2 separate regions of the Pan troglodytes genome follow, and region 1 is linked to region 2. Evidence: chromatin contacts called from public Hi-C data. All regions are on one chromosome and are shown on one strand. The core of a region is the stretch at or near the end of the contact, and the rest is flanking DNA. Distances in the headings are between cores, read along the strand shown.

Evidence for each region. Hi-C and Micro-C count contacts between places; a contact is called where the count stands out from the background.
Region 1: a Hi-C map of stem cell-derived neural progenitor cells shows a contact between it and region 2, with 4 times the contacts expected there. The contact joins two enhancer-like sites. A contact is called at or near these places in 1 of 7 Hi-C or Micro-C datasets (stem cell-derived neural progenitor cells), 1 of 1 datasets of contacts at active chromatin or transcription factors (stem cell-derived excitatory neurons) and 1 of 1 other capture datasets (stem cell-derived neural stem cells).

Annotation. Positions count from the first base shown.
Region 1 is chr4:28,248,453-28,256,120 of NHGRI_mPanTro3-v2.0_pri, forward strand. The region is part of intron 2 of LOC107974628 (a long non-coding RNA gene); the gene reads left to right. Among named protein-coding and RNA genes, the nearest start is that of TMEM161B, 370 kb to the left of the region's middle. Within about 2 kb of position 4,064, at least 12 of the 24 cell types and tissues checked have an H3K27ac peak or open chromatin away from gene starts, as enhancers often do. A contact at or near this core is called in stem cell-derived neural progenitor cells, where this site is marked.
Region 2 is chr4:28,008,005-28,014,949 of NHGRI_mPanTro3-v2.0_pri, forward strand. No RefSeq gene overlaps it. Among named protein-coding and RNA genes, the nearest start is that of TMEM161B, 130 kb to the left of the region's middle. Within about 2 kb of position 1,812, at least 16 of the 24 cell types and tissues checked have an H3K27ac peak or open chromatin away from gene starts, as enhancers often do. A contact at or near this core is called in stem cell-derived neural progenitor cells, where this site is marked.

The sequences.
Region 1 (7,668 bases), core at 2,814-5,313, 240 kb after region 2:
GGAGTTCGAGACCAGCCTGGCCAACATAGTGAAACCCTGTCTCTACTGAAAATACAAAAATTAACCAGGTGTGGTGGCCACACTTATAATCCCAGCTACTCGGGAGGCTGAGGCAGGAGAACACTTGAACCCAGGAGGCAGAGGTTGCAGTGAGCCGAGACCGTGCCATTGCACTCCAGCCTGGGGGACAAGAGAAAACTCTGTCTAAAAAAAAAAGAAAGGAAGAAAGATTTATTATTAGCACATCTTAACTTTATATTGAAAGCCTTATGTGATAGAGTAAAAAGTAATGAACTGGATTCTGAGAGTATAGATTAAGTATCAAATGAAATAACTTTGTAGATTATCAACTTTATTGAGGTCATAAGGTTATATATTTATGTGCTTTCCATAAAATGTTTTACAGTACATGCCAAATGATCTGTTGTTTCTTCAGATTAATGGAATAATGTGCTTGTCAAAATCTTTATTCTTAGCATCGCATAAAACGCGTAGATTAGCAAGAGGTTTTGCTAGGGTTCTTAAAGTTTGGACTCAAAAAAAAAAAGACCTCTATTCAGAATTTCATATAATAGAGTAAATTTATGATTCTTAAAATAAATTACCATTTCTAACACTTAGAGAAGTACAGTGGAGTCAGAGGTGTCTGGCCTTACTTATTAATTCCACCTCTCTACTCCTTTTTCAAGCTTCATTTTTTTTCTCCAGTTGAGTATCTTGCAGAGGTAAGTGCTGAAAAGAATATAACCAAGTCTTGCGTTATGTAACAGAACACACAGTTAGAGATTTTGTGTGGGCTACAAAAAAAAAAAAAAAATACATCTGAGAGTGCAGAAAGTTAGCATTAGCATGAACAGTACATGCCAAAGTATTTATTAGAAAGGAAGGACATTTGTGTGTGTATGCACATGTGCACCATTATAAACAAAGGTACCAACCTGCAATTTCATTATAAAAGATAGCTCAACAAATAAGAACCATATTTTCATCTCTTATGAACGATTTTGTTTTCAGAAACTTTAGGCAAATTCAGAACTATAAAACATATGGCAAATTAGAGGAGCCACTCTTTAGTTTCGGGAGGTCTCTCCTGCTGGAGTGACTCAGCGGTTCAAGAAGCATCCATGGGAGGAGAAAGATCCAAAACCATTTGCTGGTATTACACAAATTAGCAATTTCACAAAACATCACCACTGTTCAGATCAGGAGTCAGGAGAAATAATGTTAAGCCAGAAGAAGGAAGGATTAGAATGTGTCCTGAATTCAAAGTCAAGAGAATATGGGAATTCAACTGCACGGTCAAGACTAAGGCATCTAGATATATCATATATTATAGGATATATGAATCTAGAAAGTGGACTTGAGACAAACACAAGGGAAATGGACATGTGGAATACACTGGAGTCCCTTAGAGTAAGTCTGAAGTCATGTCTATATTTGGATTGTCAAAATCCAGTTATAGAAACATAACTATAGGCAGCACAGCAGGTAATGAAATTCATTCATAGAGAGCCTGAGAGTGAATGTTAGAAGCAGCTCAGCCACAGGTTGGCTTTGATGGAAAGTGATCTTGACAGCTAGGGTCCCTTTTATCCCCCCATCTCTAGCTAGAATTAGTCTCAGTGTGGCCTCCTGCAGAGTCTACAGGCAGGAGAACCAGAAGAATGCAGGGGCTAGTACTGTTAGTTACTCTCCTGCCCCAGTCAGAATGTCTGGCTGCCATTCTCCTTCATCCCTTTCCCTCTTTTTTTTCCCCCACCCTACAACACCCTCTTCTGGGTTTCTCCCTACAACTCTGTGAGAGTGCTCCTAGAATTCTCATGAATGGTTAGGGAATTTTCTTCTCTCCTGGACAAAGACATGTTAACACCATTCATCAATCAGCAATCTGTCTGTACACATGTACACCTCTAAATGACTCTTAACTATTTGATTCCCATGCCTCTTGCTTTCCAGGTAATCTGCCATTTTTCTTCTTCCTCCACAAGTATTCTTAATGTGAATTCTATGAACACATAGAATTCAGATGATCTTTGAGTCTCTTGAGATTACAATTAAAATTTTGGATGTACTTCTGAATGTGAACTTTTCTGAAAATAGAGTTTTGCATTTTCAGTGGGGCTGGTGATATAAAATGATTAACAGCCATTAATTTATGACATTTATTTTATTCATTGGCTTCCTGCCATTTCCTTTCTGGTATGACAATAGGGCCACTACCACAATCACTAATGGAATTTGTACAGCACTATATAACTTATGATATTCTTTAAAATACTCTTTTGTGTTCATAAACCCATTTGATGTTCATGACTTTCCTGAGAAAGGTCAGGTCTTTTTTTTTTTTTGAGACGGAATCTTACTCTGTCCCCTAGGCTGGAGTGCAGTGGTGTGATCTCAGCTCACTACAACCTCTACCTCCTGGGTCCAAGTGATTTTCCCGCCTCAGCCTCCTGAGTAGCTGGGATTACAGGCACCCGCCATCATGCCTGGCTAATTTTTGTATCTTTGTAGAGATGGGGTTTCATCATGTTGGCCAGGCTGGTCTTGAACTCCTGACCTCAGGTGATCCACCTGCCTCGGCCTCCCAAATTGCTGGAATTACAGGCGTGAGCCACCATGCCCGTCCCAGGTCTTGTTATATCCACTTACAGATAAGGAAAATCAGACTTAGAGATTAAGAACCATCTAGGTAAGTATATGGCAGAGCTGGGACCAGAACTCAAGTATCTTAACTCTTGGTCTGTAAGCAAAGAGCTCTTTGCATGGCCAAGGTGTTTAATAACTATTTAGGATTTTTCCGTCTTCAGGCTGCATTTATTTTTCCTCTTTAGTACTATCTTTGATCCTGGAGACTAAGGTACGTGTACAATTTGTCCGGATTTTCCCTATTTTCAAATGAGGTACTGTGACACAATGTGATTTTTTTCCCCTAGGGCCTTGAATCTCCTTCAGTATATTTAGAAGCAAAATGATTCACAGATTTAAAACACAGACAGGAAGTCAGTAACTCAAAGAACTAAATGTGTCTCTGGTTTAGATTTGCTGAGTGACCTTAGACAAAACACTTCACCTTTCTTTCTCAATTAATTTGTGAAATGGAGTTAAACCATTTTCTCATACCAGTAAAACAACAGTTAATAACTCATTGAACACTTAGAAATTTACACATGCCACGTACATAAACATGTTTCTGATGTTATTTTGAGTAGGTAAGTGTTTCCTATGTGAAATCATTAAAAAACTTCACAAGATTGAATGTGTAATTCATTTTCTGATTAGACTGTTTATTTTAAAAATCAATTTTTTTCTGCATTTTTGGTTGATTATTTTTCCCACTAAATTTACTGTCTCATCAAAGCAGCATTTGTTCATTTGTAGAATCATTTAGCATGTATTGGACTATGGGGACCTGAGATGGAACTTTTCCCATTTAAGAAAATAGCCACTCTGTGTTTAGGTTCCTGTAGGGGACACTTTAGGAGAGTGATGTTGTTATATCATGCCTACAAATACCTCATCTGGGTCTGTAGTCTCTGATATATCTGCTCATTCAAGATAGTGGCACTTAGCAATTCAACCAGATGTAAGTTGGCTAATAAACAAAGCCAGTATTCTCTAGGGGCTTGAACAACACTTCCTGTGTTTGACTCTGGTTGCCCTGAAGTTGTTTTAAGTCCAGCACTGCTGGTGACGTTTCCCCTTGTGCACTGAAACAGCTCATGCCATGTCAAAGGGCGTTGACCTTTTCACTCTTAGAACAAAAAGACTGGAAACAAATTATGCTCTGAGAATTGGTCAAAGGATAACAACAACAACAAAAAAGTGCCTGACCCCCAAAACAAGTGATGAACACAAATTCTAAGCTTTAGAGTATTATCATTAAGAGTATTGTCTCTTTAACCAACTTTTCTTTAAAGTGTAATATGAGCATTTGCTTCAATTTACTCTGAAACCACCCACCCCCAACCCCCCTTGGCTCCTTTTGCAGAACACAATGAACCAACTACTGTTGTCCCTACTCCCCCTATCCAGCTGAATCTATTACAGTTTACGAGCTGTCCACCATGGAGCTGAGTCTTCCAAACAGAATGACTCATCTGCAAGTTTTGCTCGTGGCTTCTGAGAGTATATTTAGTGTGAAGAACTGGAGGATGCAGCATATCCAAACACATGCTAGGCTACAGAATTTGAGTGGGAAAAAGAGGACAGGGCTAAAATAGAACTGTAATAAGCCAAAGAATTAGAGGCCTGGCTTAGCTTTTTCTGCTATGTAGCTTCAGCAACACCTACAGTTCCCCGCCAAGAATGGCACACCATATTAATGTAACGAAAATGAGGCTTCCCTGGTGGTTTCTTTTGGAAGGAAGAAAAACATACTTATGTAAAAAATAATCAAAAATAAAAATAAACCAGTGCTTCACTATTGTTCCAAGTTAATGGGAAAATAATTTATCCTTATATTAGTGAAATTAGGCAACACTTGCCCAGGAGCTACTTGTGCAGATAACTGGTGAGCTGAACAAACTTCTTTGGAAATTGTTTAGGTTGGTTCTTCATTATTAAACTCAAGCTGAATTTGACATAATTACAGGAACCACTCTCCTCTTCTTTCTCTCAGTCGTACTCTTGAACAAAAAGTTTTTGTGTTAATCGATTTGCCTTTTGATTTTATTGTTTAAATGTTCCATCAAAGACAATTATGGAAACCTAGGTATGATCTCACGTTTATATTGCTCAACAGTTCATCAGTGTTCTGACACTGAGTCAGCATTTGAAAGCAGTGATCACAAAAGCTAACAATCAGGGGTTCATGTCCCAGCACACGCCACGGAGCGACCAAAGTAGCTTTCTTTGGCTTGAACTAACACTCCCCTCACAGACTTCAACCCAACTCTCCTCTTTTTTCCTTCCTTTATGGCTCTGTGCTTACTTGTCTTTCTTCCTTTCTGTAGCTGTCGCTGTATTTCTCCTATTTACTTGTCTTTTTTCCCTTTTTTCTTCTATCTTTTCATTTTGTTGCTTCTCTCTTCTGTTCCTCCCTTCATCTGTTTTTCTTAACTGACTATGACAGTGAACTAAATATTATATTTAAATAACTGTTGTAAATCTCTGCAGAAAGGTTCAATTTTTTTCTCTTTAATAATCTATTATCAATAGTCAAAGTTTTGTATTTCTCTCATAAAAAATACATCATTTTTTTAATGAAGCCTTGATTTCTTTTTTGTTTCCCAGTAGCTCTTGATAGAAAAAGCAAAAAATTTCCTTAATCCTAAATCCAAAATGGATTTTCAGAGTAGAGCAGTTCAAGTTGCCCCCTCTCCCCCACAAAACAGGGAAGACTTGTTTCTAGCCAGTTGCTTTCAAAATGATTTTCTTTTATTGCCCCCAAACTCACTTATGCATAGCGATAGTCTTTGATTTACTTTAGGGAGAAAGCTAGTAGACACTAGTAAATTTAGTTGCAATTTCAGTCATACTTTTTAAATAACATATTTTATAAATATTATTTCAATTTTATATCTTTTTTATTTGTCACATTTCTAACTGTATTCAAGTGAAATCTTTACTGTAGTCTAGAAGTATATTGCAACAAATCTGTCTGATAATCAAATAAACAAATTAAAAGAGAAGTCAAATAACCTCCTTTTTTTGACCAATCAACTAAAAAAGATGAAAAAAAATTGTAACCCAATGCTTGCAATGGTTCTATGAAATTCAGAGTTCAGCTTATACATTGCTGGCAGGAGTGCAACTGGTTCTCTCTCTCTCTCTCTTTCATATATATATATATATATATATATATATATATATATACACACACATAATTGCAGGAACCACTTTTCAATTTTCAGTTACATACATGTACACATATATAAAATACATATTATATATACACACATAAATACACAAAATACATATGCTGTATGAATACATATACATTTCTTTGTAAAAACACATGTAAGTATGTATTTTGAGCTAATAATTCCATTTCTAGAAACTTAAAGCAACAATTTTAAATTTGAGGGTAGGCATTATGATGCTTTTCAGAGATTTATTTATAGTTTTTTTAAAGAGGCAAGCAAATGCTTAATTGTAGGAGAATTACTAAGTAAACTTTCAGTGTTTACTAATTGTACTCAACAGCATTTAATTCAGACATTAAAATAATGGTTTTGAAAAACTTGTAGTAACATGGGGATATGCTTGTGATGTGATGTCACAATTGTGTAATAAAGAAACATCGATGTATAGGAAAAAAAAACCTTGAAGGAAAACACAAAACCGTCCAAAATATTTGTATGAATATTAAAATTGTTTTTTAAAAAAGGTTTTTGTATAGTCAAATTTTTACAAATGCACATGCATAACTTTTAAAAACTCATATGAAGATCTATACCAGTCACCATCCTCAGCTCCTCCAGTAAAACTTAATTGTCGTTATTTTTCAGATTGTTACGCTCTTAAAAATTTGGAGAAACATTGTACCAAAATTCTGCACACTTTAAAAATGTTGAAAGGTTATATATTTCTAAATTGCTTTGAACCCTAAGGGAAAAATTGTATTTGAACATGTCACATCCCTTGATGACCATTATTTGCATTGTAAAATGTTGCTCCCCGGTTCTAGCAAGTAACAAAACAGTGTCTTCCAGATGTATTAAAACAATTTTAAATCCAATTATTGTAGTCTCATTCATACAAAAAATAAAGGAAATATAGGGAGATATTTTATGGAGTTTGATACCAGCATAAGGAAAGGAAAAAAATGAAATAAAAACCATTCTTATTGTTATTACAAAACAATTTTATTTCTAGAAATTTTACTTTACTTTTCTCCTAATATTTAATATCTGAGGCTTACACATAACACAGACAAAATACATACCTGTACAATTGTGATTATGAGTGTTGTGTTAACAACTACTGCTATTCTATCAAAACTGTGAACAGAGAATGGGTATTAATTAATGGGAGACATTAACAGGCGGGAAAAGTTGAGGGAGTATTCAATAAGCTGTCAAAACAGGAGCTAAATTCTATAGAACGGGTGTTCACATATCTGACAAAAATCGATCCTGAAACTTTGCTTTTCCATTTTTGCTTAGAAAACAACACTACCCAGACTCTCACCTACTCATCTTTCAATTGTTCAGAATAATGGTGTTTATGGCATGAAAATCAAATTCATTTTAGTACCTTAGAGATCAACAAAGCCACTGTGAATTGTGACACAAAAGGGATACACAGGTGTGTATTTAGAGCTGTACTTGAAACTGTCTTATTTTACCCTGTAGGATTAAAGATCTCAGAAAGATAGAGCATGGTTTGGGAAATAAATTGTGTCAAATATTATAGTTAAATATAGGCCATAGAAATCTCAGAAAATAAGTCAGCTTTTAGACTGTAATTTCAAATATGTAAATTCTATTTTAATATGTTTATTTTAAATTCCTGTGGGAAAAACAGATTGCATAGTGACATGTAAACCCTAAATAAAATCTCTGAGGTCAGTAACTTAGTCTTAAATATTTTTCAGTGAACATTGTGAGGGATTACTTTGAAGAAAAGCAAAAAATCTGATAGACAAACACACTGATTTTCTAAACTCCTTACCTCACAATGGAAATACCACCAAAGGTGAAGCCCATATTTCTACAAATTGAG
Region 2 (6,945 bases), core at 562-3,061:
GCAAAGAGGCAATTGCCTGAAAACGAAATTGGCATTCAAAAAGGGTCAGGTACAGCCCAGAGTCCCTGTACTCATTTTAGACTCAAGAAAAGGCGCTTCCCATCCCTAGCTCTTTTAGAAAGAGAAAGGAAAAGGAGGAGAAAGCAGAAAGGGGGGAGAGCCGAGAGCGCAAGAAAGAGAAGAGGGGGATATTTAGCAAGTTAAAAGGTTAAATGTTTGAACAGATTTGTAAATATATAGACAACCCTTGTTATTTGGGATGTGTAATAATGCCTTTTTGTGGCGCTGTCTGGCTGGGAGGCTGCCGAGGACCGCTCCCTGGCACCTTCTTCACTAGGAAATGAACAGTAAGCTCATGGACTCGAAAAACAAAAACAGGGCTACCCTCCTTTGGAGGAAAGGGAATTCTCCCTCTATTCGGTCATTGAAAAATAAAAAGAAAAGAAGAAAAAAGAAAGTAAAAGGAAAGCAGGATCAATGAGAAGATTTTATTTTTCTTAGGTATGATTTTTCAGGGAGCAACCCAGAAAGCTGTCTTCAGGCTGAAACAATTTCAAAGTATTGTTTAAGCGGATGACATTCTCCAGCACTCAGTTATCCATTGTGCATCTATTATATCTTTGAACTCAACTCTCTTGTTTAACAAGGGTGTGTGTGTGTGCCTGTTGTGTATGCGTGTGTGTTTAGAAAACCTAGGTTCCCCAGTGGTGCTTCCTTGGCTGAATAGGGTGGGTTTCTTTCGTTTTTCTCGCATTGGTGTTTTCTGGACAACTGTACTGAGCGCTATTGATGCATCGGTGCTCTGCCCGTGCCCGTGGGCGGAGGACATAGGCTGTGGGTGTGTCCCGCCCGCAGGCGCGCGTGCGTGTGTGTGCGTGTTTGTGTGTGTGTGTGTATACACCCATTCTCTGGTGTGCATCAAATGGAGCCTTTTTTTTTCTTGCCCGTGTCTGCGTCCTGCGTATATTAGTATTATGCAAATAGAGTCATTTCGCTTGAGTATTTTTTTTTTGGAGGGGGAGGGGATGAACCATTTTAATTCTTCTCTAGTATTTTCTCGGCAGTCTTTCCACTGAGTGTGAATTCATTTGGATGCCTTTTCTGAGGTCCGTCTCTCTCTCTCTCTCTCTCTCTGTGTGTGTGTGTGTGTGTGTGTGTGGAGGGGGAGACTGCGTGCCGGTCAGTGGGTGTGTGCCTCGGTGTGTGGAAGAGCGTGCACAGCCTGTGAGAACCTTGTGAGCGATATGTGTTCTCTCCAGGTGTTCTGTTTGTCTCTACCTCCCGTGCTTTGCGTTCTCGGAGGTGATTATGTGCATATTTACATATATGTGCCTATTCTCCTGCCTTCATGTATTGTCTTTCTCCACAATCCAGATATTTCTTATATATTCTCTTATCTTTTGGCAAAGTGCCTTTTTTATTCCTCGAAGAATATTTATTGATGTGATAATCTGAAATGAAAAGTGGTCTCCCATGAAGGAGATGGAAGAGAAAGGAGTGTTCATCTTTCTTAATAGACGGGGCAGAGCCAGTTGACTGGATCACAGGGTTTCTCTGCACTTTCTGCGTGTGTGTCTGTGTGTGGGGGGTGGGGGCGGGGGCGGGGGCGGGGGAGGAGGGAAAAGGAGCCTTTAACCAGAACAAAGATAGGCCATCGCGCCCCCTTGCGGACAGGCTGCATATTGCGCCGACCAGGCCCGCCCCGGCTTTCTTTAGCCGAATGAATCTTGTAATTTCCTCCGTTAAACCATTCAGGGGCCGCCTCTCAGACCCAGCCCCCGGCCATCAGCCAATCACCAGGCGCCATGCAAATCATCTCTTCCGTTCTCCAAACCCGCGTCAGCCTCTGCGGCTGCTCTGGCCACCCCGCCCCAGCCTCATTTCCTTCCCTCCCCTCCCCTTCCCTCCTTCGCCCCCGCCCGAGCAGCTGCCGGGGAAGAGGGCAGTGCTGGGTGCCTCATGCATATTCAGACCGATCCTCCTCCTCCCTCCACCTCCTGCCCCCTCCTGCCGCCTCCTCCCTTTTCCCCGGCCGCGCCCGCGCTCCTGGAAGTGCAGTTCTCCGAGCTCTGGTCCTGAGCAGCTGTTTCCCAGAAGAAGGCCTACGTGCGCTCTTGGAGCAGACGAGGGAAAGGGAGGAAGGCTCTACCCTTAAAATCCTCTCGAAGGTCAAGTTTGAGACTTGCCGAAAGGAGGAGAAAAGTGTCGAAAAATGCCGCTACAGGGTTTGCGGGAAGGTTCTGCACGGAGACTGGTTGGAAATGCCTTTCTCCCCCTAAATACCAGATTAATTTCTCTGAAACACACAATGTATTTGTCATGCCCAAAGGATGATGATAGATGGTTTTTTAAGCCCAGAGTAAAGTGTGCATTTGTCTTGTATATCAAGGCTACAATGAAACCACGAAGAACTGGAGAGGAGATCACCCAGCGTTAGCTGCTTAATAGGAGCGGGGAGAGCGAGTGAGGACTGGAGACGGGGGGCGGGGCGAGTGGTGGCCCAAGACCTGCTCCAGGTGGGCTGTTCCCTGTCGGCTCCTGGAACAGGACGGGTAAGCCGACTAAGAGCGCAAATGGGGACCCATGAAAAGAAAAAAAAAACAAGATCCGGGAATAGTTTGTTACTGTTATTTACATCCAGACTCTGGTTTTCCGGCCCTTTACAGCTGCTGGTGAAGAGTATTCAAGCTTTGAATACTGCTCTGAACTGACCTTGAGGCACATTGAGAGGAAAAATCACTGGAGAAAATCGCGGTTTGTGTAGTGCTTTGAGATCCTCTAACGCGAAAGCAAGAGAATTGTGAAGTGACCTTGTTTCATAGATCTCTCTACGTCCACACTGGAATACTAAGGGACTTTTTAGTGAGAATTGAGTCAGTTCCCCCTTAAATCTTACACCGCAGAGAAGTGAGTAGAGACCGCAAGATTTAAAATAACATTTTGTCAGCTTTTATTCTTTCAACACATTTTTATGGAGTGGTGCTTATTGTGTGCCAGGTACACAGCATCTTTTTCCATGCGAAACACATTACGCAGGCAGTGATTTGCAGGTGTACCGGAAATTAGGGAAAGGGATAGGAATTCTGGATGCTTTCTGTTCTGGAATTGCTCATTGTCTTGCAAGAAGAAGAGATATAATAACAGATAAATATGGCACAGTGTAACATGGAGCATGGAAACAGCTTAAATATCTGTCAAAAGTGCAGTGAATTAATGTATTGGCATATCCCTACAGTGAAATACTCTTTATGAATTGACTATCTTAAAAGCAATGTTGGATGAAAAAAAGCAAATTGCAAAAGAATACATGTGATATTGGCCGGGCGCGGTGACTCACGCCTGTAATCCCAGCACTTTGGGAGGCCGAGGAGGGTGGATTATGAGGTCAGGAATTCGAGACCAGCCTGGCCAAGATGGTGAAACCCGTCTCTACTAAAAGTACAAAAGTTAGCCAGGGGCGGTGGCAGGCGCCTATAATCCCAGTTACTCGGGAGGCTGAGGCAGGAGAATTGCTTGAACCCTGGAGGCGGAGGTTGCAGTTAGCCGAGATCGCTGCATTCTAGCCGGGGCAACAGAGCAAGACTCCGTCTCAAAAAAAATGTGATATTGATGCAATATTAATATCTATTAACGTAAAATTATCCTTCCCATAACAATTTGTTGGTACGTAACTATGTAATAAAAGTATAAAAGCATGTTGGGGAAGAATGCGCGCGAACTCCAGCATGGGGGAGACCTCTGGAAGAGAAGGAGCCTTTATCCACATGGATATTGGCTATATGAGTAATGTTTATTTCCTTAAAAAAATCTTAGAAAGAAGCCAGAACATAGAGAGGTATGGGAAGGCTTTACAGAAGAGCTAACTTTGAAGCTAAGTTCTTGAAAGCGATAAGCAGGAGTTTAGTAGGAATATTTGAAAGACAATTCTTCTTCTTGAATACATGAGAATGAGAAATATAAACTATGTGAAGCTTTTGAACTTTTGATATTTAGTTTAAATACAGTACAATTCACTTTTTCAGGGATATAAATTATTTGAGTTTTACCAATGTGTAATGTAATCACGACCACAAGCAAGAAACAGAATTTCATCATCCCCCAAAACTTCTTTGTGCTGCCCTTTGCAGTCAATCCCTTCCAATATCCTGTAACCCTGGAAACCACTGATCTGTTTTCCATTCCTGTAGTTTTGCCTTTTACAGAATGTCATATAAATAGAATCATACAGTATGTAGCTTTCTTCTGTGTGGCTTCTTTTTACTAGCATAATGGATTTGATCTTCATCTGTGTTGTTGGGTGTATCAACAGTTTGCTCTTTTTGATTGCTGAGTAGTATTTCATTGCATGAACGTACCACAGATGGTTTATCCTTTTAAAAGTTGTTGAAGGCCATTTGAGTTGTTTCTGATGTACAGTTTTTTTTTTTTTTTTTTTTTTTTTTTTTTGAGATGGAGTCTCGCTCTGTCGCCCAGGCTGGAGTGCACTGGCACGATCTTGGCTCACTGCAAGTTCTGCCTCCTGGGTTCACGCCATTCTCCTGCCTCAGCCTCCTGAGTAGCTGGGACTACAGGTGCCTGCCACTAAGCCCGGCTAATTTTTTGTATTTTTAGTAGAGACGGGGTTTCACCATGTTAGCCAGGATGGTCTCGATCTCCTGACCTTGTGATCTGCCCGCCTCAGCCTCCCAAAGTGCTGGGATTACAGGTGTGAGCCACCGCGCCCAGCCCTGATGTACAGTTTCTTAATTCCAGGGACTGGGTTCATTGCTGTCATGTATAATGGGGATCTTCTGTGAATGGCTTTTATATTACATACAATAAGTATGTACCGTTATTTCCCCTGAGAGGCTAATCTATAATCTGGTGTTAAATACTGTGTAGAGCTAGGTAAAAACCTACCCAGCCAACTATATAGAAAAACACACATGTTCACAGTATTTCAGAAATTGCCCTTCAGCTTACTTACTTGCAGTGAGTTCAATAGAAGAGACTCACTAAAGATGCCAGTTGATGACCAGCATGTGTGAACTTACATATATGTAGTGGAGGATTTAAATTTCTTACTGTTTGAGCACCTATGAATTTCCTAGTGTGGAATTATTCTTTGTTTCTAAATATTTCCTAAATTCTCCTTGAAAGATTGACCTTTGCTTTCTGAGGTCTGAGTGGAGGTTTACTTGCAGGCAGTATCCCCATACATTTGATAGAGGATGACAAATTCACATAACCAGTTAAGGAGTTCTGAACACTTGTAAGGAGTCACAGTAATTCCAGATTCTGGACTGTACTGTCAACACTCAAGTGCTTGATTTCCTCTTGTTTGTTTCTCATCAGGACCCTGAAAAGCTGATAGCTGGGGTACATAGATTGGGTGCTGAGTTCAGGCACAGAGTAAGGAAGCCTGTGGGTACATAAGCACTTATTAATGTATCCCTTGAATTCCAAAGTCAAATATCAACTGTTTGTTGATATTTGGAGCCTTATTTATTTATTTATTTATCTATTTAAAAAACCTCTAGTTCCTCATGGCTATTTGAAAGCTCTCTTTCAAAGGCAGCCGTAAGAGTCAATAACGTGCAAGATGGTAAGGAGAAGTGTAAATAAACATTCACAGATTGATGACCTTTTGGGTGTGGTTCAGAGTCAAGAAAGGACAATCCCAACTGTAAAGACTGATGGCAGTATTGGGATGCAAGGGGTGCTATTGTCTAATCCTAGTCTTCTTGCTAGAATAGGCTGTGTTTTGAACTTAAAATTGTATCCAGTTGCTACATGTGAGACTGCATGTCATCCCTAGTTTTACTTCTTATAATCAGCATCACCCTCTGGCAAATGATACTGGAAAAAATTTTAATTAACAATTCAACTAAACAAATGGTAAAATAAACAATAGGAATTTCCTTTGGATATATTCTTAAGTAAACGTTATAAAGGTTATAAATCAAGGGATGTAAATGCCACATTTTCACTTTGTTAAGTTCTGTGCCACCTTGGAAAAAAGCCTACTTTATTTGTACCACAATTTTATCTCTTATAAAAGGGCAGAGGACTAAACATGTTGCTATTTATGATTTAAGATTCCCCCGGCAAGAAGCTCTTTATGAACCCTAGACTTTGCTGTGATAGAACTCTTTCATTAGTCATGCCAAATTGCAATGATTGAGGCATCCACCATTTTCCCAATTAATTATAACACACCCAAGCTTCATGTTTCCTGGTGCACTTTGAAGATTTTGAGAAAGTGGTCATTTCCTCACAATAACCTAATTTACAGCCCCTATTCAAACAAGGTAATTTAGAGCATGCATTCTTAACTTGTTTAGTAAACATGTCCAAGCTAAGAAGTGTTGGCCCTGTGAAGCTCATCAGTCCAGTAACTTAACAGTAGTTCTTCCATTAAAAGAAAATCACTGTCCGGGCACGGTGGCTCACGCCTGTAATCCCAGCACTTTGGGAGGCTGAGGTGAGCAGATCACAAGGTCAGGAGATTGAGACCATCCTGGCTAACATGGTGAAACCCTGTCTCTACTAAAAATACAAAAAAATTAACCAGGTGTGGTGGTGGGCACCAGTAATCCCAGCTACTTGGGAGGCTGAGGCAGGAGAATGGCCTGAACCTGGGAGGCAGAGCTTGCAGTGAGCTGAAATTGTGCCACTGCACTTCAGCCTGGGCAACAGAGTGAGACTCCGTCTCAAAAAAAAAAAAAAAAAAAAAACAAACAACAAGCAAACAAAAAAAAAGAAGATCACCTTTGCGCTTTGTGCTACAAATAAATTGGTGCTGACTTAGTACCAAGACTGTGATTTCTAATGAAAATTAAACTATTGATGGTAAAACAAAATAACAGAAAAAAAAAAGAAGAGACGCCTTTCAAATGACCACCAAATTCATAATCATGGATTAAGCCAGTGAAGATTTTCTCTTGCAGGCACTGTCTTTTAAAA